Linked DNA regions of Sus scrofa: region 1 is linked to region 2. Evidence: chromatin contacts called from public Hi-C data. All regions are on one chromosome and are shown on one strand. Each heading gives the region's core, a stretch centred on a gene start, on an enhancer-like site or on the middle of the called end of the contact. The rest is flanking DNA. Distances are from core to core; before and after follow the strand shown. Region 1 holds the start of THY1 (Thy-1 cell surface antigen). Region 2 holds the start of CCDC153 (coiled-coil domain-containing protein 153).

Region 1 (5,424 bases), core at 1,436-3,935, 200 kb before region 2:
TCTTTGGAGAAAGCCTGTAATATTCCAACACCAAAACCTCTCACTAGAGGTTCCCGTGGAGATGGGTTCCAGATGAAAAGGGAAGGAGGAGGCATGGGCGCTGCCTAACCTCCATCCTCCATTCCTTACCCCTCTCCCACCGGCTTCTGAAGCCGGGGTCAGAAGAAAGGGTTAAAGCCTTAAAAGGGGACCGATTTTGCGGGGCTCTGGGGGTCGGCTGGCACACCCTGAGCGGCCCCGCCCTTCTCTCTAGTGTCCAGAACCCTCCCTGCCCTGCCCAGGCCTAACGGCCACAGGGGGAGGGCCCCCCTTTACTGCAGACCGCCACTCTCCCACACCAATATCGGACCGCCTCCTCCTCCCTCTGCCACCCCTTCTCGCTCCCCACTCAGCCTCTGATTGGCCGAGCCCCCGGGTCCTCCCCGCCCCTCCTCTCCCACCCTTGGTGAAAACTGCGGGTGCCGGGCAGGGTGCAGCAACTGGAGGCGGCGGCGTGTCCGGAGCAGTCTGCGGCGGCGAGGGACCGGAACCCAGGTGGGAACTGGAGCCAGGGCGGGGCCCGGAGCGCCCTCGGTGCCCCTGCAAGCTCTCCAGACCCCAAGCTTCAGAAAACCATCCGAGGGCGCTCAGGGAAGGAGCAGTGCAGGGCCTGGGGAGGGGTCTGCTTCCCAGGCAGGGGCGGGAGCCGGACGCCAAGGCTGCAGGCCGGGGGCCGCAACGCATCTTTCGCCCGCTCGGAGGACGTTTGCCTGGGGCGGGGGCGCTGGAGGAGAACTGGGAGGAAGGGCGCCAAGGACAGTTTTGGGTTCTGCTCGCCACCCACACATCCCCAAGCCCCGCTTGCAAAGACAGGGGCGGGGGGCGACGAAACTCGGGGGAGAGAACCGAGGACCCCAAACTAGAGGGAATCTCTGCCCTCCGACCTCGCGACAGGCTGGGTGCGGGGCATCCAAGGAACGGGAAACCGCAGTGCCGCGGGCGGGGACTGGGAGGAAGGCAGGCAGACGGGGGAGGCGAGAACTGGAAAAGGATGAGAGAGGGGGAAGGGGGACTTCAATTGGGAATGGAGGAGATTGGAATGGGGAGACGGAATAAGGGTGGGGTTAGTCGAACGCGTGCTGAGAGGGAGGGAACGCAAAGCTTCTGCGGGTTCTGAGCTGCGGGGACCCAGGAAACGAAAACAGACTGCGCCTCCCCTACCAGCTGTCTACCCCTCCCTTTGGCTCTCCATCCCCTGCCAGCCCCAGCCCCGTTTCTTCCTTTCTACCCCTTCCTCTCCTGGATCCCGAGCTCACACTCCTCCTCTGTAACTCAGCGTCCGCTAATCAAAACCAGATGTCAGTCCCCCTTTCTTCCCCAGCAGCACCTCCGGGTCCCTCTCGGCAGGGGTCTGGGAAGGAGTTGACTGCGTCCGCGGGCGCCGCAGTACCCCAGCCTCGCCCCTCCCTCCCCACCTCTGGGAGCTGGGCTGAACGCCTGGGACCCTGGAAGCCGCGAGTCGCGCGCCCTGCGCACCCGGCCGACCCCCCTCCTGTGGCCTCTCCCTGGAGAACTCCGCTGCGGACAGGCTAGGCTACCTGCTCTGTGTCTCCTTGCCAGAATATTGATTCAGCCTAGGCTGCAAAAATAAGACAGGGCAGAGAACCTAGGCAGGGAGGCTATGGAAGCCAAACTGGAAAACTGCAAGCCCAAGAATTCCTCCTGGAGAGCTAGAGAATTGGAAAGGTCTTGGTTCCAAGGCAGAGAACACATGCACGCATTTGCAATAGGACAGCACTGCCGTTTTCCTCACACCCTTCGCTGTGGGCCAAGTACAATCCTACCTGGGGCCCCACACATACCTGACGTCATCCCTGGCCACACAGTCATCTAAGAGAAAGGAAATTAATGTTTGTGGATCACTTACTTACAGTGCCAAATGTTTGTCATTTTTCTTAATCTCCATCACGGCCCCGTGTTATGTATCTAAAGCCCAGTTTCGTTCAGTATCTTTCAGGCATCTGTTATCTGCCAGAAAGGTCTGGCCATCGGGGATTTTCTTCTGAATACGAAATAGGAAGTCTTTGTTTAACAGGTAGAGCGTTTTAGTTTTGCAGGATGTCAAGAGTTCTGGAAATTGGTTGCACCACAATGTAAATGAACTTAACACTTCTGAACTGTACACTTAAAAATGGTTTAGGAGAGGAGTTCCCTGGTGGCCTGGGAGTTAAGAACTAGGCATTGTCACTGCTGTGGCTCAGGTTTGACCCTGGCTGGGGAAATTCTGCATGCCACAGGCACAGCCCCGCCAAAAATGGTTATAATAATAAATGTTATGTTCTGCGAATTTTACTAAAAAATAGGAAGTCCCTATCTTCCTGAAGGGAAGAGGAAGTGGTAATTTCAAGACACTTACTCAAAGTCACCCAACTAGTAAGCATTCAGCACAGATACCCACCACCAAAGGGTATGTTCTCCATCCCTCTTGCTTTCTCTGACTGGGAAGAGCCGAGTGTCTGTCACATTCACTGAGAGGTGGGAGGGGAGAGGGCTACAGAGAGGGGCTTGGATGCCCCCCATGGCCATTATGGCATGTCTCCCAGGGGCCCCCAGGCCTGGCAGTAAATGTGGGCACACCTGCCCCGCCTCTTGGCTGATTCCCACCCTGTTGCACGCCTAGGTCCAGGACTGAGCTCCCCGGCACCATGAACCCTACCATTGGCATCGCTCTCTTGCTAACAGGTACCAGGCGGGCGGCGGGGCTGGGATTCCAAGCACCCTGGCTTCCTTCCCCTCAGAGAAGCTAGCTTCTTCCACACAACCTCAGAAGGCAGGGGTGACTAAGGGAGAGAGGGCTCCTTTTCATCCCTAAGTCAGCTGAGCAGCCTAGTTGATCTGACTCCCTGGGATGGTTTTTAGAAACACAAGTCTCTGAGCCTGCCCCATATTGAGCTGGAAATCTCCCATTGGGGACCGGGAAGTTGCATCAACTCCCCGAGGTCTCCTGCCACTGGAACATACTGGTGGGACCCAGGACTGGAGGAGACGAGGGAGATAGGCTGGCGTCTGCCCTGGGGAAGGCGGACTAGCCCTCACGGACCTCTGGGTGGAGAGAGGTACTCAGAGAGCAGACCCCTATGCCCTCCCTAGCCAGGCCCTTCTCTGCTGTCAATATGGGTGGGGAGCTCCCCTGCTCTGCAGGTCCTCCCCAACTTGGAGGGGGCACTGCTGGTGTCAGTCTTGCAGGTGGCCCGTGGACAGAAGGTGACCAGCCTGACAGCCTGCCTGGTGGACCAGAGCCTTCGTCTAGACTGCCGCCATGAGAATACCACCAACCTGCCCATTCAGTACGAGTTCAGCCTGACCCGCGAGAAAAAGAAGCACGTGCTCTTGGGCACTGTGGGGGTCCCTGAGCACTCCTACCGCTCTCGAACCAACTTCTCCAGCAAGTACGACATCAAGGTCCTCTACTTATCAGGCTTCACTACCAAAGATGAGGGGATCTACGCATGCGAACTCCACCTCTCTGGCCAGACGCCCAGCATCTCCAGCAAGAATATCTCTGTGTTCAGAGGTGAGGCAAGCCCCCGACAAGACTGAGTGAGCTGGGAGAGGTGGGCTGGGGAGGAACGGGCCCGAGAGGACAGTGGTTCCCGACCCTTCCCCTCTCCCCGCACTGCTGCCTGTTCCCGGCGGAAATCATGCCCTCAGCGAGAACAGGGGAAGGGCTAAGGGGACAGGCAGACGGGCGGACGGTGGTGGCGGACACTTCCCCCATGACTGCGGGCAGGTCACTTGGCATCCCTACACCTTCTCGCCACCTGGAAAACGGGATGGCACTAGCTACGTCAGCCATAGTTCTCTGGTGATGATACTTGTTCAAGGGCTCCGGAACTGGCAAATGGGAAAGATGGTTGGTTCTGTTCCACCAGGTTGGCCCTGGTTCCAGCCCAGACGCCATGGGAGGGCGGCCTTGCTCTGGGCCTGGGCCTGCTGAGTCCTGGTCCCTCTTCATTCCTGCCCTGCCTCTCCACCCCGTTCTCTCCACAGACAAACTGGTCAAGTGTGGGGGCATAAGCCTGCTAATCCAGAACACCTCGTGGCTGCTGCTGCTTCTGCTCTCGCTGCCCCTCCTGCAGGCCATGGATTTCATCTCCCTGTGACTGATGGGGCCCGTGGAAGATACACGAAGCCACAAGGCCCAGTGCAGAGACCCTACTTCTCTGAGTCAGCTGACCCCCTCCCCCCAACCCCTCACACACCTTGGGGAGAACTGGGGACCCCACCGCTCCTAAGGACTCCCAGTGCTGCATGCCATTATCCCCCTCTCCCCCACCGCCACCTCGTACCCTCTCCGCACGCCACTGGCTATTCGTCCTCTTTGTTCCAGAGCTGCTTTCTGTCTGGTTTATTTAGGGCTTGTCCTTCCTTTTCTTTGGAGTTTGTGAAAAGGGAAGCCAGGGTTGGGGGCCTGATGGAGAGTGGGGGGGATGGAAGGGTAGTAGGAGGGAGGGGCACCAGACCCAGGGGGCTGTCATCCTTGCCTGGGAGAGACCTGGACGAGGAGGGGGGCCTTAGCACCTCTTTCAGCAGGAGGGATGGTGCCTGAAGAGCTCCGATGTGAGGGGAGTGCCAAGCGCTTGTGGCCCATCAGGTGAGGAGACAACTCAGCATCCCCGGAAACACTTTCTGTGGCAGAAAAAAGGCAGTCTTCTTACCCCAGCGCACGTGCCTGGGCCCAGGGCATGGTCCAGTGAAAATGGAGATTCTGCCTGGAAGGCAGTGATGAGGGGCTGGAGAGGCAGGGGAAGAGGGTCCATCATCCCTCCCCTCCTGAGGAAACTACAAATGGGAGTCCAGCATCTCGACCAGCAGTTGGGAGGGTGGCGAAGGAGGACAAGCCCCTTCCCAGGCTATCAAAAGTTCCTAAGAGCTTCCAGAACTCTGACCCGGGGGCAGGAAGTCAGGCCAGGTGGAGCCCCAGAGGCGTACAGAGTCTGGCCCAAGTGTTTCTCTGGGAGGCTCTGCCCTCCTCCCCCATCAGTGCCTGAGCCTTCAGACAGCATCCTGCCCCACAGGCCTGCCTTCTCGGGGTCCGCTGGGGGCCTGAGGGAGGCCATGGGGTGAGACCCATGAGCGGGACATGCTTTTCCCAACACCCAGCTCCCCCACCTGGCGGCTCTGCCCTGTCCTGTGACCGTGTGTAGTGTCACACAGCTTATGGCATCTCATTGAGGAAAAAGAATATTGTACAATAAAACCAAGCCTCTGGAATCTGTCCTCTGTCTCTGCTTTGCTCCTCTCTCCCCAGGCCCGCCCCCACCCCCTAGCCGGAAGATCCAACCCACCACCTCTTCCTCCCCCCCTTACCTGCTTCAGCAAGGCCTTCCTCTCTGCACCCCCACCCCTACCCCGGCCCCCAAGGATGGACCAATGCTTGACAGG
Region 2 (5,525 bases), core at 2,168-4,667:
GATAATTGTCAAGATTTTGCATCCCTAGTGCCTCCACCCTTACTTGTCAATCCTCCTTCTCTCTTCCTTGGTCTATTGAAACACTTTCCTCACTGATTTCCCTGCCACCGCCAATCCATTCTGCTACCAAGCCAGTGTTCTTAAAGTCTAGCTCTGACACCGTCACACACAAAAAAGCACTTTAAACATCCCTGTTACCTCCTGAAGTTAACGGTCATGATCTAACACCAAACAGCCTTACAGTAGTTTTATACTGTTCCAATATCTGTATCCTATGCTCATCAAGTTACAAAATACCAGAATTCCTTCTCTTCTCATTACCATTACTCAGATGCCCTCTGCCTAAAGTGTGTGCTACTAAAGTTCAAGCCATTCTTTTTTCAATTTTATTTATTTATTTATTTTGCTTTTTAGGGCCACACCTTGGCAAATGGAGGTTCCCAGGCTAGGGGTCCAATCAGAACTACAGCTGCTGGCCTACACCACAGCCACAGCAACATCAGATCCCAGCCTCGCCTGCCACCTACACAACAGCTCTTGGCATGATCCTTAACCCACTGAGTGAGGCCAGGGATCAACCCTGCAACCTCATGGTTCCTAGTTGGATTTGTTCCCACTGTGCCACGACGGAACTCCTCAAGCCATTCTTCATAGTCAACTCAAATATTGTCCTCCTTACCAGACACTCTAGATAGAAATAATCCTTCCCTCAAACTTTCCAGAACCATTTATTTCTCACCTACCACATTAATTTATGCTATACTATCCTTTTTTTTTTTTTTTTTTTTTTTTTTTTTTGCTTTTCAGGGCTGCACCCCTGACATATGGAGGTTCCCACACCAGGGGTCTAATGGGAGCTACAGCTACTGGCCTACACCACAGCCACAGCAACACAGGATCCAAGCTGCAGCTGCCACCTACACCACAGTTCACGTCAACACTGGATCCTTAACCCTCTAAGAGAGGCCAGGGATCAAACTTGCAACCTCATGGTTGCTAGTCGGATTTGTTTCCCCTGCACCACAATGGGAACTCCCATGCTATACTATCTTATTGGCTCTGGTCTTCCACAGTAGCTGGCACAGTGCAGATACACAAGGGTACTTTTTCCCCTCATAGTCAAATCCTAGATTTAATGGAGTATAGGCAAGAAATTAATCTTTGGAGCTGTGTATGAGCTTGCAGGTCACATCCACATCTCTGGCTTAGTTTAAGTCTTACCATTTATATTATGTTCAGTATGGTTTGTATAGAATAGAGTTATAATAATATGTAATATATAATTTGTCCTTTGCTTCTGCTGCAGTAAGCCATATTTCTTTCCATACACAATGGACTTATCCATAAGTCATATGCAATGACTTATCTCTCACATTGGAATGCAGTAGAATCTCTCCTGTGTATCTCCTTAAAACTCCTGGATAGGATCCTCTTCAAAGGAAGACAGGGTTCTGCTGAAATGATCTTTCCTATTTTTACCTCTAAACTGAGGTTTATAGGTGAAAAAAAGGAAAGATTGACTTTTTTCTCACAATTTTCACTTGGCTTGTTTTCAAAATGTCCTAGAGATTGAATTGTTGCTCACAGTGCCATTCTCATTCCTGGATTATTCTAGAGCTGGCTCAGTTTGTATCACATCATGTGACATGTAGCACTCTTCTTATTCCATTTCATCTTCACCCCAAACCACATCCTCATTCTGCACCTGAAAGTCGGTTGACTGAACATATTTGAAAAGTAAATGCTCTTCTGCGGCATGAGATGTTGTTTGTATTCTGTAATCTCTATCCTCAATATATCACTGTGCATCAGCATACCGAGACACTAATTATCCCTTGGAAAATTCCCCAAATAGGCTTCCGTATGAGAAGGACCAGGACAGCAATCTCTACTGCATTCCTAGGCAGGGAGAGAGGGATCTTGGGGGTGGGGGTGGGGATAAATGGAAAACATGCTTTGAAATTAGAAGAAAACTTGTTTCCAGATTTAGGAAATGTGCAGGTTATCTGCAAATAAGTACAGGAACTATTCACATCTAGAAGAACAAGACCAGTTCTTTCCTTTACTCTGTAAAATCTCCACAGAGTCTGAGAAGTACCCTGCAGCCATGAGGAGACAAATAAACATGCATCAGCTTCTGCCTAAATCTACCTGATCCCTAGAAGGACTTTTCTTTCCCCCAAACCTCATGGCTATTTCTTCAGATCGGTTCCTGACAACAGGCATTTGGCCAAAAATGTTGAGGGGGACAGAAATAGGGAGAAATATCTAAAGAAAGAGTCTGGGTATTCCCAATATGGCTTGGGGCTTTGAAACTCAACTAGTATCCATGAGGCTGTGGGTTCAATCCTTGGCATCACTAAGTAGGTCAAGGATCCAGCATTGCAGCCAGCTGTGGTGTAGGTTGCAGATGCGACTTGGATCTCGTATTGCTGTGGCTACGGAATAGGCTGCTGCTATGGCTCTGATTCGACCCCTAGCCTGGGAACCTCCATAAGCCGAGAGTGCGGCCCTTAAAAAGAAAAAACAGAAGAAAGAAGGAAGAAGAGTCTATAGTTCCCTTAATCCACAAGGGGGAAAGGCCTAAAATTTCTGTTGTTTTCATTCTAGCCAGTGTGGTAAACAGAGATCCAGGGGGCAGATGGATGACAAAGCTCCCAGCAGCAAGGGCTGGAGGAGGGTGGGGTGAAGGGAGGGCTGCCTGACAAGGGCAAAGCCCCCACCATTCTCCCTTCCCCAGACTGATTTTTCCAACTACTCATGACTCCCGGAAGAGGCTAGGAACTATCCCTAAGTGGGGGAGGCACCCCCACATTGCTTACTAACTGATTTAAATAGAAAAATGTAGGAGACTCCGGAGAAGGTCAAATAAGTCCACTAGAGGGAGCCCCAATCAACTTAATACCGCAGAGCCAAGCAAGCTATTTTCTCGGCACCTGTGTGAAAATCAACCACATGAGGGAATAGGGGAAGAGAGTCTGTATATTAAGTCACCGTGAAAAAAGATAGCCCTATAAATACCTGGTGAAAACCCAAGCCTTTCAAGATTTATAAAATCAAAAAAATTTTTATTGGGGTTTTGGTTTATGTTTTGGCTTTTTAGGGCCGCACGCCTGGCATATGGAAGTTCCCAGGCTAGGGGTTAAAGCAGACCTGCAGATGCTGGCCTACACCACAGCCACACCAACGCTGGATCTGAGCCGTGTCTGTGACCTATACCACAGCTCACGGCAATGCCGGATCCTTAACTCACTGAGCGGGGTCAGGGATTGAACCAGCATCCTCATGGATCCTAGCCAGGTTCATCACCACTGACCCACGACGGGAACTCCCCAAATCAAGGATTTAAAGACTAGGAAACTGAAGCCAAGCAAGATCAAAAGACTTGCCCAAGTTTACGTATCCGGAGAAGGGATAAGAACTCACAGCAATTGCCTCTAATCAGTGCCCTTCCTTCTCCACCAGCATCTCTGTGTCAGCATCCTGAGGTCCTGAATTTGCCTCTTCTCTGCGTCTCATTTCTCTGAAATGGGAAACTCTCTGGACCACCTTCTCCTGCTTGTTTTTCCCTCATATACCACAGAATGACTTGCTGAAGGGGATCTTCAGTTTTAAGCCTAAAAATATCATTTAGTTGATTACACCTGGGGTGTAAGTTGACCAAAATGGCTACCATCAGTCCTTTTCCTCTGAATCGGCAGGGAAGTGCCATTTCAGACGTGTAAATCTGTAATTTGTGAGTCTTCAAATTGCAGGCAGTGCTACATGGAAGTGAATTATAGCTAGTCAGCTCCAAAGCCCTTTCTCTTCAAACTACACTTAGGATTTGGGGGAAAGAAGAGAATTGACCCTTTGAGACCTTGGTATTTTAAGCTTTGTATATATCCCATTCCACCTTCCTATGAACCTCATGTTTCCCAGTTGCCTGGACAACATGTAGCCTCCAGAAACCCAACCCTCTGGTTCTCAGCCCCGCCCTTGAAGGAAATTTGCCACTCTGGATTGGCTCCCAGTACCCAGTCTCCTTCTCAGGCTCCTAGCTGGTTGGGCCTTCCCTCTGCCTCTCCTCATGAGTGGTTGCACCACAGGGAGACACAACAGAGGCAAGAGAGGATCTTGCAGGAAGGAAGAGGCAGGGTAAGGATGGTGAGAAGAGGGAAGGGACCAGGTAATAAGATTTATTTTCTCTGAAAGATAATTGAGCGGAATGATTTCTGTACTAAGAGCCTGAATGGTAAAGGGAAACAGCTCCATCCTTACCACTGGCCCTAGCTTCGTCTAAATTTCCGAGGAGACCAAGAACAAAAGATTCTGTAAAGTATAAAAGACAGATTTGGAGTTGCCTCTGGGACTCCTGGTTCAGTCGGGGGGGTCAGGAGAGCAACTTCATGTCCAGACCTAAATGTAAGTTCCTTCCTTCCCCCAGGACAGCAAGGAGATGCCACGTAAGACCAAAGAAAAAGGGACAAAAGCTGGAGCACAAAAGAAGAAAAAGAATGCAGGTGCTGGTGAGTCAGATTGTGTGGAGATGGGTGCCCCCTGCTTCTCCATGTTCTGTCTCAGAGACCAAGCAGAGGTCCCTCAGAGAGAATTCAGCCTCTGCAGGACAAGACAGAGCTGCCTTGACCTTCCCCTGCATAGCCTCACATTTCGGTTCCATGAAGCTGTGAATGTGGGGAAATCAGCACTCATGCCTCCCCTGAGCTGCTTCTGGCTCTCTGCCTTCCTTGTATGTTCATTACACATCTTTTGAGAACCTACTATGTGCTGGGCACTGAACTCATGAGATTCTGCCATCAGAGATCCCTTTTGGGGGTGGGGGTGGTGCACCTGGGGCATATGGAAGTTTACATGCTAGGGGTTTAATTGGAGCTACAGCTGCTGGTCTATACACAGTCACAGCAACACAGATCTGAGCTGCATCTGCAACCTACACCACAGCTCTCAGCAAAGTCAGATCCTTAACCCACTAGGTGGGTCCAGAGACGTAACCCACGTCCTCATGGATACTAATTGGGTTCAGTTCCACTGAGCCATGACAGGAACTCCAGAGATCTCTTACTGAGCAGTCCTCAGATCTCTGGCAAAAAGAAAGTCCCAAGTGTGAGGTGAGGATGGAAAGGGAGTAAGGAGGCTGAGCTCCTGTTAAGCTGAAGTTCTGTCATCTTGCCAGGGCAGATGTGGAGGCTGAATCCATGCACAGGCTGGCACTGCTAGAAAAGGAGTTGCTCCGAGACAACTTGGGTAAGAAGGGTGGAAATTCTGGGAGCAGTAGAGGTGGAACAATGGGCATTTCTGTATCCCTGGGAGTTCGACCGTTTGGAGCTATGGTGGAGGGCAGAGCTGACCTCTAACCTCCCTCTAGCGGGAAAAGTTTGTCAAGAGTTGGAATTGTAAGGAAAGGGTGGGCAGTAAGGGTTGACAAAGGCAGGGCTTTTTTTGTTTTTTGTTTTTGGGCTCTTTAGGGCCAAACCCATGATATATGGAAGTTCCCAGGCTAGAGGTCAAATCAGAACTGCAACTGC

The links. A called contact is a pair of places that touch in the nucleus more often than the background predicts.
Region 1: a contact with region 2 is called in a Hi-C map of embryonic fibroblasts, with 2.0 times the contacts expected there. The contact joins the promoter of THY1 here to the promoter of CCDC153 in region 2. A contact is called at or near these places in 1 of 5 promoter capture datasets (fetal skeletal muscle) and 1 of 47 Hi-C or Micro-C datasets (embryonic fibroblasts).

What each region holds. Positions count from the first base shown.
Region 1 is chr9:46,607,320-46,612,743 of Sscrofa11.1, reverse strand. It overlaps THY1 (Thy-1 cell surface antigen), which reads left to right and starts at 2,685. Exons shown (of 3, transcript NM_001146129.1): 1 at 2,685-2,721; 2 at 3,218-3,553; 3 at 4,030-4,142. The coding sequence starts at 2,685. The coding sequence ends at 4,142.
Region 2 is chr9:46,410,328-46,415,852 of Sscrofa11.1, reverse strand. CCDC153 (coiled-coil domain-containing protein 153) reads left to right here and starts at 3,417. Exons shown (of 7, transcript XM_021062967.1): 1 at 3,417-4,146; 2 at 4,427-4,508; 3 at 5,179-5,244. The coding sequence starts at 4,144.